2 separate regions of the Nomascus leucogenys genome follow, and region 1 is linked to region 2. The links are chromatin contacts, called in public Hi-C maps. All regions are on one chromosome and are shown on one strand. The core of a region is the stretch at or near the end of the contact, and the rest is flanking DNA. Distances in the headings are between cores, read along the strand shown. Region 1 overlaps TRPV2 (transient receptor potential cation channel subfamily V member 2). Region 2 holds the start of UBB (polyubiquitin-B).

Region 1 (5,912 bases), core at 1,290-3,789, 51 kb before region 2:
GCGGAGGTTGCAGTGAGCCAAGATTGCACCATTGCACTCCAGCCTGGGCAACAGAGCAAGACTCCATCTCAAAAAAAAAAAAAAAAAAAAGGAAGGCATTTCTGACACATGCTACAACATGGCTGATCCTTGAGGACATTATACTGAGTAAAATGAGCCAGACATTAAAGGACAAATACTGTATGATTCCACTTATACGACATAGCCATGGTCGTCAAATTCATAGAAACAGAAATTAGAATGGTGGCTTCCAGGGACTGGGGGAAGGAGAGAATGGGGAGTTGTTTAATGGGTGTTGAGTTTCAGTTTGGGATGACAAGGAAGTTCTGGAGTTGGATGGTAGTGATGGTTATACAACAGTGTGAATGTACTTAATGACACTTAGCTGTATACTTAAAAAAAAAAAAAGGTTAAAATGGGCCAGGTGCAGTGGCTCACGCCTGTAATCCCAGCACTTTGGGAGGCCAAGGCAGGCGGATCACCTGAGGTCAGGAGTCGAGACCAGCCTGGCCAACGTGGTGAAAACCTGTCTCTACTAAAAATACAAAAATTAGCTGGGCATGGTGGTGGGTGCCTGCAACCCCAGCTATACGGGAGGCTGAGGCAGGAGAATCGCTTGAACCCAGGAGTAGGGGTTTGCAGTGAGCCGAGATGGTGCCATCGCACTCTAGCCTAGGCAACAAGAGTGAGACTCCGTCTCAAAGAAAAAAAAAAAAGTTAAGTTCTATGTTAGGTGTATTTTACTACAATTTAAAAAAAAAAGCCTCTGGAGACCTCCAAATCCCTCCCCGTGGAAGGGGCCCCTGGCCCTTCCCTTCCTCTCAACCTCCTCACCTCCAGCCTCCTGCCATCTCCCCAGCCACCCAGCCTCCTCACCCTGTCCCAAGCACCCCAAGCTTCTTCTGGCTCACGGCAGCCACTGCTGTGCCCTCTGCTGAGAATATCTCCTCTTCACCCTGCTGTGGCTGAATCATTCTTTCAGGTCTCAACTTAAACATCCCCTCTTCAGAGAGGCTTCCCAGACCATCCCATCTAAAGGGTGCTTGGTCCCAGCCATTCTCCATCAGATTGTCCTGTGCTTTTTTTTCCTTCATAGAATTTAGCAGTGTGGAATGTTCTCAGTTGTTTTCTTAAGGTTTTCATTTCCTCCCACCAGAACATCAGCTTCAGGGGAGCAAGGACTTGTTTTGTTCTCTGCTATATTCCCAACACCTAGAACGGGGCCCGGCCCACGGTAGGCACTCCCTAAACATGCGCTGAATACATAAATGAACGCAGTTACATGCCCGCACTCACACATCCCAGGACACAGACATGCAGATGAGCTTATGCACATATTCTTTGTTCATTGCTTGTGGAAGGATGCACATGCTCCCGTGTGGACACCTGCAAACACACATATGTGCGTTTGTTTGCATGTGCATGCAGAGCCCTGAGAGAGGTATGTGCACGCCTGTACTTAAGCTTCCATCCAGCAAGTATCTGGGTGCTGGCGCACAGGCAGATGTACACATGCCCTCCTCTGCCTAGGATAGCTGTGGAGGAAGGCTCTTCTTGCCTGATGAGGCCAAAAGAGTCCCGGTGGGCCACCCCCTTCTCTCACCTTCTGGATCATGACACTGTAGATGCCTGTGTGCTGGAAGCCACGTGTATAGTAAAGCAGGTTCAGCCAGCCCAGCACCAGCGCAGACACAAGCAGGGGCAGGTACCACTCGATGGCCAGGAAAAACAGCACCTGGGACACCACCGTGAGCAGGGCCTGGAACAGGCTGTGTGGGAGCAGGATCCAGGTGGGCTTGCTGGCCACTTGGCTCCCTGAGCCCCCACTGCCCTATGCTGACCAAGGTCCTGACCTCCGTCTTAGGCAAGACATTTAACCTCTGTGGGCCTCAGTTCCCTCCCACTGTAAAATGGGCATAATAATAATGATGCCTGACTCATAGAGTGTTTTCAAGGACTAAGTGAAACAGGTGTGTGCCGAGGCCTAGTAAATGTCACTATCTACAGTGATGGGAGCACAAGGGGCCCCAGGCTGGACGGCAGCCCAGACTCCTGGGACTGGCCTGTACCCAGGTCCCGACTTCCTGGGCCCCATGTCTTCGCCTCTAAAGCCAACCTGGTGCCTTCTGCCACAACCTTCTGCCCTTCCAGACCTCAGAGACAGTTGAGGGAAGGAGGAGTGAGAACCCACGTACAAGAGGATTTCAAAGTAGCTGTCTATGAACGAGATCCAGATGAACAGGTGGCGCCGCCAGAAGTACCACAGCTGCGGAGGAAGGGAGGACAGAGGGCTGTGAAACCTGCTCTCCCGCATGCCCCCTGCTGGCCTGGCTGAGCGGGAGCCTGCCACCCGGGCTAGGGCTAAGTCAGCAGCTTTGGTTGTGGGGGACTCATGAATACTTCTGATAGCTGAGATCGCTTGGGACTTTCTTTCCAGAAAAGCAGCCACCTAGGCAAGGCCGGGGGGTGCAGATGAAGAGCCTGTGCACTGCATGCAGGAAGGGGAAGAGTGCCTCTCCCTTCCCTTCTCCCTGGCCTCACAGGGAGCACCCATACCCCAACCAACCTGGGTTTGGTGCCCAAGTTCTGCCCACTCTGCGGAGGTCCCAATGTCTTGGTGTCCAGCCTGTGTCCTGCAGGCTTACAGCATTTCCCACTGAAGAGGCCCTACTGGGATAAATAGCCTGAACCCCACCTACCTCTGGTCTCTGTGCTCCCCAAGAGGGGAACTTCCCAGCCAAGGGGCCTGGCTGGGGGCAGGGGCTTCCAGCTCCATTCCTGAGGGAGCAGAGCCTGTACTGCCAAGGAATCAGAGAAGCTATCTGCTACCCCAAGGAACCCCAAAAGCACAGCAGAGGGGTTCCAGGGGACTCAGAAGGCAAGGCCAGAACCTCTGGCCCTCAGCTTCGGTGAGGCTGGTTGCTCTGGGTGGGACTGGGTATTGTCAGTGAGGGGATGCAGCTAACTTTCTCTAAGCCCCCTGAAGCAGAATTCTAGGTTTGCTTCTTGGTAGGAGAAGGGGAGGGGCACTCACCTGGCTCACGAGGAGGTAGATCCCCCCTAGCAGGATAAAGATGTGGCCCGCCAGCAGCATGGAGTTTCCAACCTCCGCTTTCAGGTGAGGGGCAGCCTGCTGAAGACACACTCAGATGAGACCTAGGGCCTTGGGTCCTCTCTCGAACAGCTCACCCTTGAGAGCTGAAGCTGAGGGCCTACTCTGAGCCTGAGCTGTGGAGAGGCTCCTCAGAATGGCAGGGTTACATGGGCTCCAGGGAAGGACCCCTGGATCCTGAGAGGCACATTGTGTAGCATTTCAGTGTAGGGTCTGAAGCCAGACTGCCTGGATTCAGATTCCCTGTCCACACCACTTCCAGCTTGTGTGACCCTGGACAAGTTACTTAACCTCTCTGTGCCTCCCTTCCCTCTACTATGAACTGGGGGTGATTATAATTCACCATCTCAAGGGTTTTGGGGGACATTAATTAGTCAACACATGTCCATCACCTAGAATCCTTTTACACATACAGTGAGCACTCAGCAAATCTTCACTGTCTCACCATTAGTATTACGGTGCTGGCTCCCATAAGCTTGGGCATGTCACTCCAGCAGCCCATGCCTCAGCACTATTACTGCCCCATCTTCCCCCAGGGTTGTTTCAAGCAGGCCTCCCCCAAGATGTGCCCCCCAAACCTCCCGCCCTTGCCTTCTTCGGGGTAGGCTGATTGTAGGCAACAGCGGTGAAGATGAACATGTAGATCAGATTACACAGGAAGTTTAAGAAGAACCTGGGGATGAGCAGATCCCATTTCGCCTGCAGCAATTTGTTCAGGGGCTCCAAAACGACCATTCGGTGTCGGTGCTGGGGTGGGGAGGGGAGAGCCATGGGTACACTCAACAAGTGCAAACAGGCTGCCCACTCCATGTCCGGATCAAAGCAAGGGCCCAGGAAATGAGGAGAGAGGACAGGGAGCAGGCTTCCACACCCCAGGATACCCAAAGGACCTCACCCCAACCCTCCCAGCTACAGTGTGACCAAGGGGCTTGCCCTCCAAATGAGATGCTGGTTAACAGAGAGGACCTGGATGGTTGCCACGAGGCCCTTGGCATGATCCCCGTCTTGGATGGGACTAGAGTATGGATTGAGTATGGGCCCGGTGGCCATGGTCAGGGTCGTGCCTGCTGGGACATGCAGCCACACCCCCACTGGCACAGGAATGGGGCAGATATGGTCCAGCAGGCAGCCCCAATTTGTGGACCTTGCTGGGAACTCTGCTGGGTCTTCTGCATGCACCCATGCTCCTGTGGGCTCACCGGGCTCTTGCAATGAAAGGCGATGATCTCCAGCACCGAGTTCTCCTCACAGCTGTCCACAGAAGCCAGGTCATACAGCGACACCCGGACAGGTCCATAGCACCACTCGGTGAACTTTCGGGAAAGGTGACTCAGTCCCGAAAACTCCCGCTGCAGGATGTGCCTGAAAATCTGCAGGGTGGCCATATGAGCTTGCATTCACTATCCCTTCCCGGCACTGATCCTGGGCCAGGGCTGGGAAACACCCAGGATTCTGCAGTTCCCCCTGGTCTGCGGAGCTGCAGCTGACACGTGCACGTACCACCGTACACGCAGATCCTTGTGTGTCTAAACTCTTAAACACACACACGCACCCAGCCACATCTGCCCCAGCCTGCCAGCCAGCCTGGCTCTTCCTTCCCCTCCCCTGCCCTGTGGCCTTCCTTGAACTCCTCAAATGGCAGAGAGATCCCTAGCCCTGGGGTCCTTGAGGCCCCTGAGATCAGAGTCTACTAGCTATATCTGTGTGTGCAGTTTTGCGGTCAGAATCTAAAATTTTCAACAGACTAGAAAGTGGTCCCTAGAAAGCAGTCTGGTTTCACACGTGAGGAATGGGAAAGGAGGAACACATCAGGGCACTGCTTTCATAGGCCACACAGCAGTGCCTCTAGACAAGAAAGTGAGGTTCACACACCCCAGGGAGCACTCCAAGAAACTTGGGAGGGCAGCGAAAAAGGGTTAAAAATTATGTTTATCGTTTCCTTAATCTTTCAAAAATCTCCACTGTGAGCTTATGAGGCCAGCCCTGGTGAGCTATTGGCAAAAGCTATTTGGAATAGGCCATTGGTAAGCTATCTGGAATAAAGTGGGGGCTGCCTCATGTTTATTCTTCCTACCAGAATAACTTCCAGCTAGTCAAAGCCCTAGGCATTAAAAATGCAGCTGCAGGCTGGGCATTTTGGCTCATGCCTGTAATCTCAGCACTTTGGGAGGCCAAGGCAGGTGGATTACCTGAGGTCGGGAGTTTGAGACCAGCCTGACCAACATGGAGAAACCCATCTCTACTAAAAATACAAAATTAGCCGGGCGTGGTGGCACATGCCTGTAATCCCAGCTACTCGGGCGGCTGAGGCAGGAGAATCGCTTGAACCCGGGAGGCGGAGGTTGCAGTGAGCTGAGATGGTGCCATTGTACTCCAGCCTGGGTGACAAGAGCAAAACTCCATCTCAAAAAAAAAAAAAAAATGCAGCTGCAAAAGTTTGGAAGAAAATATGGGTATGAAGATTATATATATACTATATATAATTATAATATATAATATAATGTATAATAGTTATAACATATATTATGTACATATAATATATATTATATATATAATCTTGTAGCAGGAATTAGACAATAGCAAAACCAAGGAACCTTAAAGGAAAAGATAGTCACACTTGCAGATTATAAAAAATTTTAAATCCTGTATAGCAAAAAAAAAATAAAATTCAGAAAACAGATGATGAACTATGAGAAATTTTACAAGTGCTATAGTAGACAAAATACTAAATTCATTATAAAGTTATCAATAAATATGCAGAAACAGAATAGCAAAATAGACAAAAGATACAAAAAGGCTA
Region 2 (5,956 bases), core at 2,872-5,371:
GTTCAAGAGCAGCCTGGCCAACATGGTGAAACTCCATCTCTACTAAAAATACAAAAATTAGCCGGGTGTGGTGTAATCTCAGCTACTCAGGAGGCTGAGGCACAAAAATCGCTTGAACCTGGCAGACAGAGGTTACAGTGAGCCAAGATCGTGCCACTACACTCTGGCTTGGACTACAGAGCAAGACTCTGTCTCAAAATTGCTCAAATTCATTTGTGTGCAGAGTGAATTTGCTGAGATCCATGAATTACGTCGAGGGGGATCTCTATGGAAAATAAGAGATTCCAAGAGAACTAAAGAGCAATAGCTGAATCTTCTTCTGAAGGATTCACCAGACTACAGACCTATGAGCCCATCATGTCAGACAGTGACGCTTTGGGAGAAATGACAGCACAATATTTTAAGCCCTATTGCCCCAGATAATAGTTTTTAGGTATTCAGTGAAATGTTTTAATTTTCCAGGTTTGAAGAGCTAGGTTTTCAGTGACAAGATCTTGCTGTGTTAGGCTGGCCTGGAACTCCTGGACTCAAAGCAATCCTTCCACCTCAGCTTCCCAAGTAGCTAGGACTACAGGTATATGCCACCAAGCCCATTTAAACTTTTTTTTTTTTTTTGTAAAGAGCCCATTGCCCAGTCTGGCCTCAAGCGATCCTCCCACCTCCACCTCCCAAAGTGCTGGGATTATAGGCATGAGCCACCACGCCTGACCACATTTGCTGGTTTATTATAAAAATATTACAAAGGACTCAGATGAAGAGATGCATAGGACAAGGTATGGGGGAAGGGGTGCAAAGCTTTAATGCCTTGCCTGGGTGTGCCACCCTCCAGGAACCTCCATGTGTTCACATATCCAAACTCAGTCCTCTTGGTTTTCTAGGGAGGCTTCAAGATGACAGCATTCCTTTCCCCAGGGTATAGGACAGAACCCTCTCTGAAATGAGGGTCTTAGGACTCACAAAAAGGTAGGGGAAGATCAAGAGTCCTGTCTTAGGGAAGGTAAAAGGGCATAAGTTAAGTGAGTTTCCTGTGGCCTAACAGACACCCAACATGACTATAACAAGGGCTATAGAAGTTATGAACCAGGAACTGTGGGCAAAGATCGGTAAAACCAGAGTGACCAAGGCAGATTACCTAAAATTATGCGTGAAACCATTCTCAGGTACACTATGAATATCAAAGGTGTATTTCTAGATATGGTATTCCTGCATTTGTGTAATATACCCATGGGTACTTCTTGCATGCCAAACCACTAACTAGAGATTAACTGGCCAGTGATTTAAAGTCCTTACTCTTAAGTATGCACTTACCACGCCAGTTTTAGTACCAGAAAACGTTATTTCTCTACTATAAACCTGGGAAAAACAGGGCTCCCCACACCACTCCCAATTTTGTGCCAAGATGAGAATCACATTTATTGAAGTTACATCATAGAAGACAGTGAAGGGGAAAGATTGAGAACTTCCTTAGTACACCCTTACTCCAATATTTTCTATTAGCACCGCAAATTACTGCCTAGTGTCCATTGGCATAGAAGCCTAAAAACTGCTTATGTTGCCAGACTTAAGGATAAGTATTTTTACCAAATACAGGTAAAATCTCACTTGTTGCTGCAATCTTTTCACAATAAAGTTAAGCTGTCATTAAGAACCAACAGCGTGGCCGGGCATGATGGCTCATGCCTGTAATCCCAGCACTTTGGGAGGTCAAGGTGGGCGGATCACTTGAGGCCAGGAGTTTGAGACGAGCTTGGTCAACATGGTAAAACCCCATCTCTACTGAAAATACAAAAATTAGCTGGTGTGCCCCTGTAGTCCCAGCTACGTGGGGGACTGAGGCAGAACTGCTTGAACCTGGGAGGTGGAAGTTGCAGTGAGCCGAGATCGCACCACTGCACTCCAGCCTGGGGCAACAGAGTGAGACTGTCCAAAAAAAAAAAAAAGTATGAGGAACCACTTTAATTTGCCACCTAACTCATCAAGATCAGGAAGATTCTCTTAAATCAGAATGCCGTTTTCAACATTAAGTACCTGCAAGCCATCTTTCTCCTCAGCCAGTCATCTTCCATACTCAGTGATTAGCTGCTTCTTGGCTCATCAGTTAAAGCATATACAGCAGAGAGACAAGATTAAGGTTCCACACTACCATCCAGGTTAAACACTTTGGTTTAATACACTACAAAGCAATAAACACACAGCTGATAGTCACCCAATTAATTGCAGAACTGAAAGCAGTTATCACTATTCAAGCAGCCTCGATCAAAACTTTATTTCTCCAGCAATCTTAGATTAGGTCTAAACAGGCACATTTGCTTTCCTTCAATGTAAAGAAAATGCCTGCAATCACTTGAGCCCAGGAATGATAGCGAGCTATCATTGTGCCACTGTATACCAGTCTGGACTACAGAGCAAGACCATCTTTAAAAAAGCCTGCATATCCAACTTTTTGAGATGGAGTCTTGCTCTGTCGCCAGGCTGGAGTGCAGTGGCACGATCTCGGCTCACTGCAACCTCTGCCTCCCAGGTTCAAGTGATTCTCCTGCCTCAGCCTCCCGAGTAGCTAGGACTACAGGCAGGTGACACCACGCCTAGCTAATTTTTTTAGTAGAGACCAGGTTTCACCATGTTGGCCAGGATAGTCTCGATATCTTGACCTCGTGATCCGCCTGCCTCGGCCTCCCAACAGACTTTAAATTCGAGCTTCAGGAAGTTTGCCATTAACCCAGGATCCTAACTTGTAATGACTTACAGCAAAAAAGGCTCTTACCCCTCAGCCCACCGAAGTGTATACCAGAGTCAAGTGACTTAACTTTAGGCACATTACCAATCTCAAAATTAAATCCCTAGACATTGTCACCAGTTTTAAGTGTACCCACACATCACTAGAGAATTTCATGACAAAACACCAAGTATGCTACCATGCAACGAAACCTTTATTAACATTTTGAACAGGTTCAGCTATTACTGAAACTTGTAATTTCTAAACTTAAGTTGGGGCAAATGGCTATAGTGCAGAGTAATGCCATCACTGGGCACTGCGAATGCCAAGACTGAAGAATTAACAGCCACCCCTCAGGCGCAGGACCAGGTGCAGGGTCGACTCTTTCTGGATGTTGTAGTCAGAAAGAGTGCGGCCATCTTCCAGCTGCTTGCCTGCAAAGATGAGCCTCTGCTGGTCGGGGGGAATGCCTTCCTTATCCTGGATCTTAGCCTTCACATTTTCGATGGTGTCACTGGGCTCCACCTCAAGGGTGATGGTCTTGCCAGTAAGAGTTTTCACGAAGATCTGCATTTTCACCTAGTTTAAAAGTAAGACATAGGCGTGTCATCTCAGGATTATATTTCTTGTTTTACATCTAATATCTTTCAAAATTAGCAACTATTCCTTCAAAATGCCTTAAACACGTTAATATTCCGCAAACCTCCCCTCATTTTTACGAGGCTAAGTCACTTAACACGAAATTCGTCATTCAAGGTTTCAACGTCAACAGCGGAGAATCCAGAGCGCTAACCAAGCTTCCACAGCTTTCTCCACTAACTTCCGGATATTCAAACTCCCCCGACCGAACTCCAATCTGCGTCAAACCTAAGCACGGCGTTAGGCAAACCGAAAAAACCGAACCCACAAGACTCACCAAGTAAAAATCCCATTGAAACACAAGGGGCACCTTTCTCACCGCGATTCCAAAGTAAAGGTTTCCAGAAGCCACACAAACTACCTCTTTTCCGCCTTCCCCCCGAAGTAAACTCGACAGAATCGCTGTCAGTTAAGCGTCCGTTAGTTTCTGCCAACGCGCGCGCGCGCTAACCGCCCTCGCCCCCCTCAGGTCAACAAGGCCCACTCTCCCGGAAAGGCCCAGCGCCGCGTCACCTCGCCCTCCCCTCCCCCACGCCATCCCCTCAGCGGCCCACCCAACCCCTAGAAGCCTCCAGCTTGACCTCACCCATTCCCCCCTCTCACTACCCCCCAGGTCGCTACGGCTGCGGGCCAGTACCTGTTAGCGGATACGAAGAGCCTGCGAATCAACAACCACGTCCAAACACAACGATACACACCGAACAAAGCCCAGCCGCCACTGACTGCTGTGGTCTGGCGGAGCGCAAATTTATGTAACGAGCGTTGCGTCACTTATCACTCCTTACGTAGGCGCCGTCTCCATGCGCCGCTGAAAGTAGTTCACCGAGCCCAACCTCCCGAGACGCAGTTTAGGCTTTTCAACTGAGCCCCAAATTCTTCCTAGCCATAAGAAAGGATCCTAAAAAATTATTTCCCTTCTCCTCTATGAGCTTCTCTTCCTTCGTTAGGAAAATAAAAGAAAATTATCGGGCGGATGAATTCGAGTTAAAGAAACCTTCCTCGAAAGCTCTGGAAACTTCCTTGCAGCGCCGGCACTGATTGGTTAGGCCTGCGAAGGCGAGGTCGGCGTTGATTGGTGGGGGACGCGGTGGCTCTGTTGTTGCTGGGCTCCACCTGCGGTGGTTTAGCGCCGACGTTGCTAAGTAACTGAGTGCGCGTGCGCCGCACAGGCGCGCCGTCTTGAAAGAGGGTATTTCCGGCGGGAGAAGGAGGGGTTTTTATTTTTTTTCCTTTTTTTTTCTTTTTTTTTTTTTTCCTGAGACGGAGTTTCGCTCTTGTTTCCCAGGCTGGGGTGCAATAGCGCGATCTCCGCTCATCGCAATCTCCGCCTCCCGGGGTCAAGCGATTCTCCTGCCTCAGTTTCCCAAGTAGCTGGGATTACAGGCATGCGCCACCACGTCCGGCTAATTTTTTGTATTTTTAGTAGAGACGGGGTTTCACCATGTTGGTCAGGCTGGTCTCGAACTCCTGACCTCAGGTAATCCGCCCGCCTCGGCCTCCCAAAGTGGGCTGCCGCGCCTCAGAAGCGGGACGGCGTGGCCTCTGATGTCGCGACACCTGGTGGTGATTGTGAAGCATAATTCCCTCTCCCATGTTTTAAAAACGCGCTCCCCTGCTTGGGCTCATGGGCTGACGCCTGTAATCTCAGCACTTTGGGAGGCCGAGAAGGGTGGATCACGAGGTCAGGAGTTCAAGACCAGCCTGGCCAAGATGTTGAAACCCTGTCTCTACTAAAAATGCAAAAAAAATTAGCCGGGCGTGGTGGCGGACGCCTGTAATCCCAGCTACTTGGGAGGCTGAGGCAGATAATTGCTTGAACCCAGGAGGCAGAGATTGCAATAAGCCAAGATTGCGCCACTGTATTCCAGCCTGGCGACAGAGCGAGACTCTGTCTCAACAAACAGACAAAAAACGCGAGCGCCTGATACACTGGCCAGTTGATTTTGCTTTTTTGAGACAAAGTCTGGCTGTGTGCCCCAGGCTGGTGTGCAGTGGTGCAATCACCACTCACTGCAGCCTCGACCTCCAGGGCTCAAGTTATCCTCCCACCTCAGCCTCCCAAGTAGCTGGGACCACAGGCGTGGACCACGCCTGGCTTTTTAATTTTGTATTTATTTTTTGAGACGGAGTCTTGCTCTGTCACCCAGGCTGAAGGCCAGTGGCGTGATGCCGCTCACTGCAACCTCCGCCTACCTGGTTCCAGCGATTCTCCTGCCTCAGCCTCCTGAGTAGCTGGGATTACAGGTGCGTGTCACCGTGCCTGGCTAATTTTTGTATTTTTTAGTACAGATGGGGTTTCACCATGTTGGTCAGGCTGGTCTCGAACTCTTGACCTCAGGTGATCTGCCTGCCTCGGCCTCCCAAAGTGCTGGGATTACAGATGTGAGCCACTGTGCCTGGTCTCAATTTTTTTTTTTTTTTTTTTTTTTGGTAGATCAGAGTCTTGCTATGTTACCCAGGCTGTTACTGAACTCTTGGGCTCAAGAGATCCTCCTGCCTTGGGCTCCCAAAGTGCTAGGATTACAGGCGTGAACCACTGTGCCTGGCGGACTAGCCGCTTTTTGTTTTTGTTCGTGGTTATTGCAGGGTTGTGGAGCTTTA

The links. A called contact is a pair of places that touch in the nucleus more often than the background predicts.
Region 1: a contact with region 2 is called in a Hi-C map of a lymphoblastoid cell line, with 1.7 times the contacts expected there. The contact joins the enhancer-like site here to the promoter of UBB in region 2. A contact is called at or near these places in 2 of 4 Hi-C or Micro-C datasets (a lymphoblastoid cell line and an unstated tissue).

The regions. Positions count from the first base shown.
Region 1 is chr19:62,037,643-62,043,554 of Asia_NLE_v1, reverse strand. It overlaps TRPV2 (transient receptor potential cation channel subfamily V member 2), which reads right to left. Exons shown (of 15, transcript XM_003262611.4): 6 at 4,312-4,482; 7 at 3,704-3,859; 8 at 3,035-3,133; 9 at 2,196-2,266; 10 at 1,604-1,769. Among named protein-coding and RNA genes, the nearest start is that of TRPV2, 13 kb to the right of the region's middle. Within about 2 kb of position 2,539, the one cell type or tissue checked has an H3K27ac peak away from gene starts, as active enhancers do. A contact at or near this core is called in a lymphoblastoid cell line, where this site is marked.
Region 2 is chr19:61,988,667-61,994,622 of Asia_NLE_v1, reverse strand. It overlaps UBB (polyubiquitin-B), which reads right to left and starts at 4,121. Exons shown (of 2, transcript XM_004092785.3): 1 at 3,993-4,121; 2 at 2,908-3,295. The coding sequence starts at 3,289. The coding sequence ends at 3,056.